Regions from separate parts of the Mus musculus genome. Here region 1 is linked to region 2. The links are chromatin contacts, called in public Hi-C maps. All regions are on one chromosome and are shown on one strand. The core of a region is the stretch at or near the end of the contact, and the rest is flanking DNA. Distances in the headings are between cores, read along the strand shown. Region 1 has its middle 23 kb from the start of Gm38509. Region 2 overlaps Sox2ot (SOX2 overlapping transcript (non-protein coding)).

The links. A called contact is a pair of places that touch in the nucleus more often than the background predicts.
Region 1: a contact with region 2 is called in a Hi-C map of nephron progenitors, with 3 times the contacts expected there. The contact joins two enhancer-like sites. A contact is called at or near these places in 4 of 484 Hi-C or Micro-C datasets (cranial neural crest, nephron progenitors and uterus) and 9 of 115 datasets of contacts at active chromatin or transcription factors (craniofacial prominence, embryonic midbrain, embryonic stem cells and 2 more).

What each region holds. Positions count from the first base shown.
Region 1 is chr3:34,793,194-34,797,362 of GRCm38.p6, forward strand. No RefSeq gene overlaps it. Among named protein-coding and RNA genes, the nearest start is that of Gm38509, 23 kb to the left of the region's middle. Within about 2 kb of position 2,503, at least 24 of the 459 cell types and tissues checked have an H3K27ac peak or open chromatin away from gene starts, as enhancers often do.
Region 2 is chr3:34,661,567-34,665,992 of GRCm38.p6, forward strand. The region is part of intron 4 of Sox2ot (SOX2 overlapping transcript (non-protein coding)); the gene reads left to right. Among named protein-coding and RNA genes, the nearest start is that of Sox2, 14 kb to the left of the region's middle. Within about 2 kb of position 2,860, at least 82 of the 459 cell types and tissues checked have an H3K27ac peak or open chromatin away from gene starts, as enhancers often do.

The DNA of each region.
Region 1 (4,169 bases), core at 1,253-3,752, 130 kb after region 2:
AACTGGTGAGTTCCAGCTTCATATTTCTAGTAACACTGTCTCTGGAAATAAGGTGCCAGGCTGGAGAAATAGCTTACTGCTTAAGACTGCCTTTTGGTCTTATAGAGAACCCGAGCTCATTTCCCAGCACCAACATCAGGCTCTCACAGTTGCTTGAAACTCTTGTCTAGGAGACATGACAGCCTCTCTCGCACTCCATGGATGCCTCTATACACATGCATACCATATATGCACACTCACGCACACACACCAAAAACCACAAGAATTTATGTACTTTATTTTAACATCTAATTTTGATTTTTGGTTATTCTGGTCATTATTTATACACTGTGTGTGTTAAGGTTATATCAGAATACTATTTGGCACTTTGCCTTTATAATAGAACTTATTCATTGTTATTTCTGATGGAGGGATTTAGTTGAGGCCCGGTGCTAGGTAAATACTCTACCCCTGAACTGTAGCCCCAGCCCTTAACTTTTTGTCACTGCTATGGTTCTGATTATGTCATATTTATTCATTTATTTTGAGGGATGGAGCTCAGGGCTTTGAACATGCTAGGCAAATGTGTGCTGCTTCCCCAGCCCAGAATGACAGTGTATTTGTTATGACAATGATTGAATATTTATACAATTCCACATGGATTATTTCCTGTGATAAATCCCCAGGAGTGTAATGACCTGGGTGAAAATAGATGGTTGTTTTATGGTGCTTAATAGATTTTGCCGTTTTGCTTTCCAAAGGCTATCACAATGAACCCGACATCGGCAATGAGTGTGTGTCATTTAAAACGATGATTTGAGATGGATTATTCACCAACCATATGTGAAGGCATGTTCCAGGTCACCAGCCTGCCAGCACCTTCCCTGATGACCCATTCATTCATGAGGATGTGACAGGGGATGAGCTCGTGGAGGGCGGCAAGTGGCTCTGCCAGATCCTAGAGCAGTGGTGGGCGGGCTGCAGCGCAGAGGATGTTCACTGTCTGTCTGACTGCGTAGAGCTGGCTAGACATGCGTATACTCTGGAGATCACACAGAAAACTAGTGAATAGTGCTTTATTTGAAAAAAAAAATCATGACAACATATCTAGGACTTTTTCTTCTGTCTTGCATTAGTTTTCAGAAGCTTAATGTTTGTGTCAGTAGAGGTCTTGGTTTTTTGGGGGTGGGGTGGGACAGTGCTATCAGATAGACAATGTTTTGAAAGTAAGACTAGACCTTAAATAGATATGAATATGCACAGGTCCAGGCTGTGATGACAAACCCCTTCATCTATGCACATGTTAGCTCTAAGCTTTCAAAGCTCGTTCCTGTGTCCTTATACAGCTGATGACCACCCAAGAAAAGCCGGACAGCTTTCGTCATCCCACTGATGGGTGGCTGGGGTACCAGGAGATGTACCTAAGATATCACCAGTTCTAGGTGGGCACTCTGTCTGACTCTTGGCTCCAGGCTCTTTTCACAGGTATAGTTTTTAGGACCATTCATATATCTGTCCTCTTGCCTCAGCCTCAGGTGCTGGAGTTACAGTTGTGAGCCAACACATAGGCCCTGGGTGCTTGATCTTTTTTTTTTTGGTGATGCACACAAAGGCCTCATATAATAGACAAATTATCCACCTCTGCGTCCCCAGCCTAGCTCCCTGATCTCCAACTGCAGCCCCAGGCCCACTATACTTAAAAATAAACATTTTAAACCATATTTGCATGTTTAGAATGTTTCCTCCTTTAAAAAAAGGGTTTCTTTAAGATAGCATTACCACCGTAGTGGGGTGTACCATGGACTTTCCTCAATGCTCTCTTTTCACATAGTGTAGAACACAAATTAACCTTTTCCTCAGTATAAAAGAAGCATATCTTCACCAAGCAGCATTTAGAAATATAGAAAATTAAATGTAAACAATGTCAGACTGCATCTCTCCTCGGACATCGCGAAGACGTTAATTAGCTGTCTTCAGACTCCAACCAGCATATTCTCTCTCTCTCTCTCTCTCTCTCTCTCTCTCTCTCTCTCTCTCTCTCTCTCTCTCTCTCTCCTGCCTCCCGCTCTCTCTTTGCACTGGGGGTTAAGACCAGAGCCTTGCTCATGCTAGACCAAGCCAACCGTGCCAGCCTCTCCTCCCTTCCCCTCCTTTCCCCTTCATCTCACCTTTTCTTTCTCAAGCCTAGCTTCCTACAACTCTCACAGGGCTTCACCTCCTCAAATCCGCCCGCCGGGTTTGTATACTCTATTTGCTCATCTCATACTTATTTGTTCACTTGGGAAGTAAATACAAAGGGAGCCGTACTGTACAGCCCTGACTGTGCAGTGACCGACAGAGCATCTTAAACCAACACAGACACTGTGACTTGTACTGATTCAAGTAATTATTTTTGTCTGTAGCATTCCACATTGTCTCTGCAACTAAAACTTCCTGATCCTTTGGCGTGGGAGAGCAGGCAGCCCAGATGTTTGTTGGCCCTGTCTCTGGATCCCCCGGCGCCACGCCCTTCCCTTTGCCTCCACCAATAGGAAGCAGCCTGGAGACCCTGAAGCAGCTGAAGTGCTCGGAATTGGACTTAGTATCAGGTTTCTGGTCTCTGTGTCGTTTTCACATGCACCGGTTTATAGAGAGGTGGAACAGGTCAAGGAAAGTGTGCTGCTGTTAATCTGCCTGGCGGAGACCACACCTGAACCAAAAAGCTTGGAGATAGAGCAAGATGGAACTTGAGCGCTGTTCGTAACTTAAACAGCAAGCACGGATTGGGGCTCAGTGGGAGAATTTGCTCCGCAGATGCAGGATTCTAAGTTTAAGCCCCACCATGAAGGGTAAACCAACCAGCCAGCCTCACCGGGAAACGTCGCACAGAGATGTTTTTAAAGACATACAAAGCTCAGCCTGCGCAGTTCAGTTTATTTAACATAGCTGATGTTTCTTGAGAGTCAACTAAATGTAGTTCTCTATGCATCAGGGTGCGTGCTATTCCCAGAGAGCATCTTGCAGCCTGAAATGTAGCTTAACCCTAGCTGGACATTGGATGGATTGCATTGCCATTCAGATCTAGGACAGAGCCATTCTTGTCCCAGAGTGCACACGGCAAGGCTTGCTGGGCACCGTGAGCCTCTGTCCTGGTCTCTCCCTGACCCTTGGTGGTGCAGGATAACATGGTTAAGATCTTAAGATTTTGTGCCTGCTGGTGCATGGTAGGAATTCAGTGAAATTTGTATCTGGTCTTAGAAACTGTTGCTAGATGAAAATTATAACCAAATCTGGAAGCAACCCTCAGATGATTTTTGAGAGTCACACAAATTAATTATATTTAGACACCCTCAGCTACTCAGGCCACCAATTTCTTCTCATTTCAATTGAATTTACTGAACATTTTCAGCCTTTCTTCTGCGTGCTGAGCATTGTGGTTACCAAAGCAAATGGGATTGGGGTGGTTTCGGTGCTGAGGGGTTCTCCGCAGAGTAAAATCCACCACACTCCTCCCCCTTCCTCCTTGCGTCCCACTCCCACACAGCAGAGTCCTGTCCAGCTCTTCTTTACATGAAATCTGGGTGGGTTTCCTTATTTGGTTGTGTGCAGACGCTTTCTAGCCTTTCCATCCCCGTTTCTGGTTCTTAGACCAATAAATCCTTCCAGAGCGCCCCTCCTCTAGTCTGGATCTAAAGGCAGATTCCAGTGTTACCTCCAAGGTGAGTCAGGCTTGCTGTGTGCTTAGCTTTTCGGAGGAAGAAGCAGTCCAGACTGAGAGGTTGGGGATGGAGATGGCTGTGCCTTTAGACGTCAGCCCCCAGGCGTTTGGAACCAAGGAGTTGTCACAGAAGATGCCCACTGTCATCAGCACCGTGGCCTGACTGGGGTTTGCTGTTCAAAGATTTAATTGAAAACTTGGCTCGCATTTCCCAGTTTTGACCCAAAGATGAGACTCTGCATTTTGAGGCACAATTGAAACTGAGCCATTTGCCTGGAGAACAGGGCCATTTCAGGTTCCTTTGACTAGCGGCACATGAAGGGTCTGCTAACCGCATAATTAGCTTGCCATTACCGAGAACTCATCTTCAGAGACCATGAGATGTGGTTTGTAATAATGCTGGTGGTTCTGTACAGCAACCTACACCCCAGAGGCCCACATTGGAGGACAAAGACCTAATTTCCAATGATGGAGCTATGGGGAATTAGCCTAA
Region 2 (4,426 bases), core at 1,610-4,109:
GCTGGAGCTGTAGGGAAGGCAGTGAGCCTCCCGCGCGCGCGCCACGCGCAGCATTCTCGAGTGCACCTGCATCCCAGCCCCTTTGCTCAGCCCGCAGGTACTCAAGGCGCCTCTTCCTTCCCAAAGAGGCGCAATCCTCAAAGCATCCCCAACATGGGAACTTGCAGAGAACTAGGAAAGGTTTGCACTGTTTGGGATTAATTGAGAATAATTAACACTGGACACGGTTAATCACCACTTCGCAGCTCTCTTCCCTCCTTTCGGGCCTGTGGTGTCGGCCTCTTTTGCTCCGGCTGACGATGCGGGTGGGTTTGCTGGTGAAAGTGAAGACGTCGCAGTAGCTGTCACCCAGTTCTGCTGTACTTTAAAGCGCTCGCATATTGTTTGATTACTAATTCGAGTTAATATGATCTTTATGGCAACATAACAGTGGATAATTGGCCTTTTTTCTCAACAACAATGTAAATCACAATCGCTTTATTATTTAATAACGTCAAACGCTTCGTTGGATTGGCCCCGACCGAGAAGACCTTTTCTTTCTAGACAGTATTATGGGGGAAGGACAATGAAGATCTAATTGTGGAGGTTTCATAAGTTGGCTCCGGTAAATGAACAGCTTCGATATGGAAGTCCCAGCAGATGTGGGCACCGCTAGCTGTAGAAACTCCACCCCACCCCTCTACCCACCATCCAAACACACTGTTGGAGGCTTTCTGGGGTGGCTGTGGTCCACGGAGCCTAGCAACCACCTGAAGTTCCCAGTAGCAATTAGAGCTTGTATCAGGCTCTTTACATTGGGGATTTATCATTAAGGCATCCAGTCAGCTCACCAAATTAACACGACTTGCAAATAGCCACAACCCTTTGGGCGCCCTTACGGTGAATTTGGCTGTGGGACAGGGAGAGCAGGGGTCTGCGTTTTGTTTTGCTTTGTTTTGGTTGGTTGGTTGGTTTGGTCTTATTTTGTTCTGGTGTGATTTTAAAAAAAAAAAAAAAAAAAAACGGAATTAGTATTGCAGGGTCTTGGAATATACTTGTCTCAGACAGTTTGGCAAGGGACTTGAGCCATTATTTCTCAAATGCCTGGGAAAAGCTGAGAGTACCCAGAGACCCTCTCACAAGAAAGACCACTCATGGAAGGAAGGTGTCCCCGCTGCTAGAAAGATAGCCTCATCACCCTTGTCCCCAAAGGCCCAGTTCTAAAGGCATCCACCGCTGCTTCTGCTGTGGTCACAAGACCGCGGACGCTAGGGTCTTCTGAGTGGCAAGTCCCAGCCTTTGGAATTCGGGTCAGAGGAGAGAGACTCGCAGCCTGTGGAGGTTTTGTTTTTGTGTGTGCCCGCCTCTCCATTTTAGTCAACTAATACTGCCTGTCGGGGAAAAGGAACAATTCGCTCCCACCCACCCCTCCGCGCCTTTCTAAGATAAACAGGAGGTGCGAAACGCTTCTGAGCACACGCGCCCCGGGGCCCTCCTCCCACTCTGTGCGCCAACCGAGCATCTGTCCCCGCGTCCCCGAACCAGACCTGGGTGACAACTGCCGGTATTTCAAAACCGTCCCACTGACCGTCAACCATATTTACAATCCCCCACCCCCCAAATCGAGTCACTTCTCTGCCCACTCTCTCCTTTTCTGAGAACTTAAAAGAAGTGGAAAACGTTGAGGAATTGAGAGTGGACTTTCAAAAACGAATCTTTGCCCACCGAAACACGCACTCGCACTTTTTAAAAAGTAGTATTTCAGCACAAGGAGGACATTTGGAAACTTTCTCTTAACAGGAGTCGGGCACATTGCTATTCTTGTGTGTTGGTCGTCTGGCCTCCCCACCCGCGGCGGACAATACCCGCATTGAGACGCGGTGGCCTGCGGGCAGCGGGAAGCTTGGGACTGCGCAGCCTCCTCCAAGGGGCCCGCAGCTACGGGAGCACTAGGATGGGAGCCGGGGCGGGGAGGTCGGTCGCCGGAAGGACAGCCATTAGAAGTATCATTTTTGCCTAAAGCCTTATACTACGCCTCGCTTTGAGGACTTAGATACAGGGTTGTATAAAGACTTAGAGAGTAGGAAGACCGACTCAACTGAGGACGAGTTTCGCATTTTGTTTCATTTTAATTGTCACCCCACCCCCCCGCACGCACGATTTTATTTAGACACTGAATTTTGCACCCCAGGCGGTCCAACCCCACAGACTTCACTCCTAGGCACCTCGTCTTTTGTTAATATCTCAACCTCGGGCTCTGACGCTAAGCAGGCTTCCGCCTTGGTGCCAATTTTTGTCTCACCCGAGCCCTGGTACACTGCAATCTCGCGCTGGGAGTACGGCACCGCAGAGGGCGGGGGGAGCCCAGGTCAGAGACTCGGGAACATTCTTTTCTAAGCTCGATTGTTTTCTCCCTCAGAGCACACCAGCACCCAGGGCCTTTGCAGAAGAACCTCGAGGTCAGCAGAGGCCCTCGGAAGGGCGCCACAGTGGCTGAAGCTGGCGTCTTAGGGTTTAAAACGTGCACCCCGCCGAGTGTTGGGACCACGTGCTGCGCCTTCGAAAGGTGACGGCGGCCCCGCTGCAGTCCCGGGCGGCGGGAGATGGCGCAGGGAACGCCGCAGCCCCCGGTGGCGGCAGGGGCGGGTGCTGTGTGGCAGAACTGGCCTCGGCGCTGAGTGCAGAGAATTATCTGGAGCGTGCTTGATCTGGGGCTGCGTAGTCAGCGTAGTCAGCTTCTGCTTTATTTGTTTGTTTGTAATCTCATATTTAGCAAGCCAGGACGGTGGCAGCGAGGGAGAAAGGAAGGGATGGAGGAGGGGGCTTCGCGCTAACCACACCCCTTCCTAATGAGTTAATTTCCATATTTGCGTCTCCCGCTTCTAGCGCCCTCTCTTTCCGGGCGCCTCCGTGCAGTTGCGTCTTGCGCAGCTCAGACACTCTCCACTTAGGAATGAAACAAAAAAGCCCCGGGTAAGAGCAGAAAATTGGTCTATTGATAACATTCGCTCCGAGTGTTGATCTTGGCATTGCGGGCAGCCGGTTAGTCTCCACCCCACTCCCCAAATGGGTCACACAGGGATTGCAGAGGGCTTGCGGACTTACTAGCTGACTGCAGACAGACGTTGACGTCCCTCCCGCCTCCAACTGTCCGACCCTCGCATCGTCTTTTCTCACAACTTCACATTTTTTTGTCCCTCAGGGTAAAAACAGTGGAAACCTAGCCAACGCAGAAAAGGAGGGGAAATAATCTCAAACAAATGAATCAAAAGCGAAAGTTTCAAACTAGAGTCGGACTGGGGCAGGGGCGGGGGGAGATAAAGTTTTGTACTAGAAAAGGAGTGCTGGTCGAAGCTGGAAACAGGCTCTAGGGTGGACACCTGTGGGAATAGATTAAGGAAAGCTACGAACTGGTATTGCCATCCAACAAAAAGTTGTGGCAAAGACAGTGAAAGGAGTTTTGGAGACACAGGAACTCAAAGGCAAGCCACGAATCAGGACTTCTATCTCGGTTGTCTCTGCTTGGATGAAGGCTCTGTTCAAAAAAGTCCATGCAAGAAACAGACCTTCCCAGTTGCTCACCGCCCCTGTCCCTCCCCACCTTGGTGGCTTCAACTCCTCTCTGGCTGCAGTGTCTAAACAGCTCTCTGGTCAAAATAAACTGTCCCAAGAAACTTTCCAAACTGGGGAGCAACTTAGGCAGTTAGGCAGGGAGCTTTAATCAAGATTTGTAGCTCTGCGAGGGGCAGCGACAGCAAACATCCCGCAGGTGTACGCCGTAACTCCACCATCCGGACTCCAATGTAGATTACTCTGGCCGCGTTTGATCGGCTCTTTGAAAGCCTTTAACAATTGCCTGTGACGAACGACCGGGCTCAGTGTTTTCTGAATAATGCCTTGAGCGTAAGTCCTCGGGGTCTTTAAAGAGCTCCAGTTTGAGAGTGCTAGAGGGTGTGTGTGTGTGTGTGTGTGTGCTGTTTTCGGTTTTGCTTTGAAGGAGAAAGGGGGGGAACTAGTTCGGTTTAGCTTGTACCTCGTCAACTTTTAGCTGCTAACAGGTATCACTCAAGTCAGTCAAACGCTTGATCCCTGTCACCTTTGCTTGCTGTCTTCCAGAAGCTGTGTATGGCATATTGTCTGTGTCAAGAACATTGCTTTTCCTTTTAATAATGCATTGTGTATATGTGTATGTACATATTGTATTGTGTTGTGTTAATGAAATGACACAGTTACTAATTTTCTGTCTTGTCAGTTACAACTGCACTTCCTGCTCTGTTGAGGTAGTTAGAACAAACACTATTATTATTACCACTTTAATACTGTCCTAGTATCTTCGCTGCTCTTTCTAAACTGTATCTATTCAGTAAGAGTTGGATTCGAACGTCAACGTTTTCCAAAGTAAAACCCGTAGTTTGCCACAACCCCTTCCAACACCTAGGCACCAAAA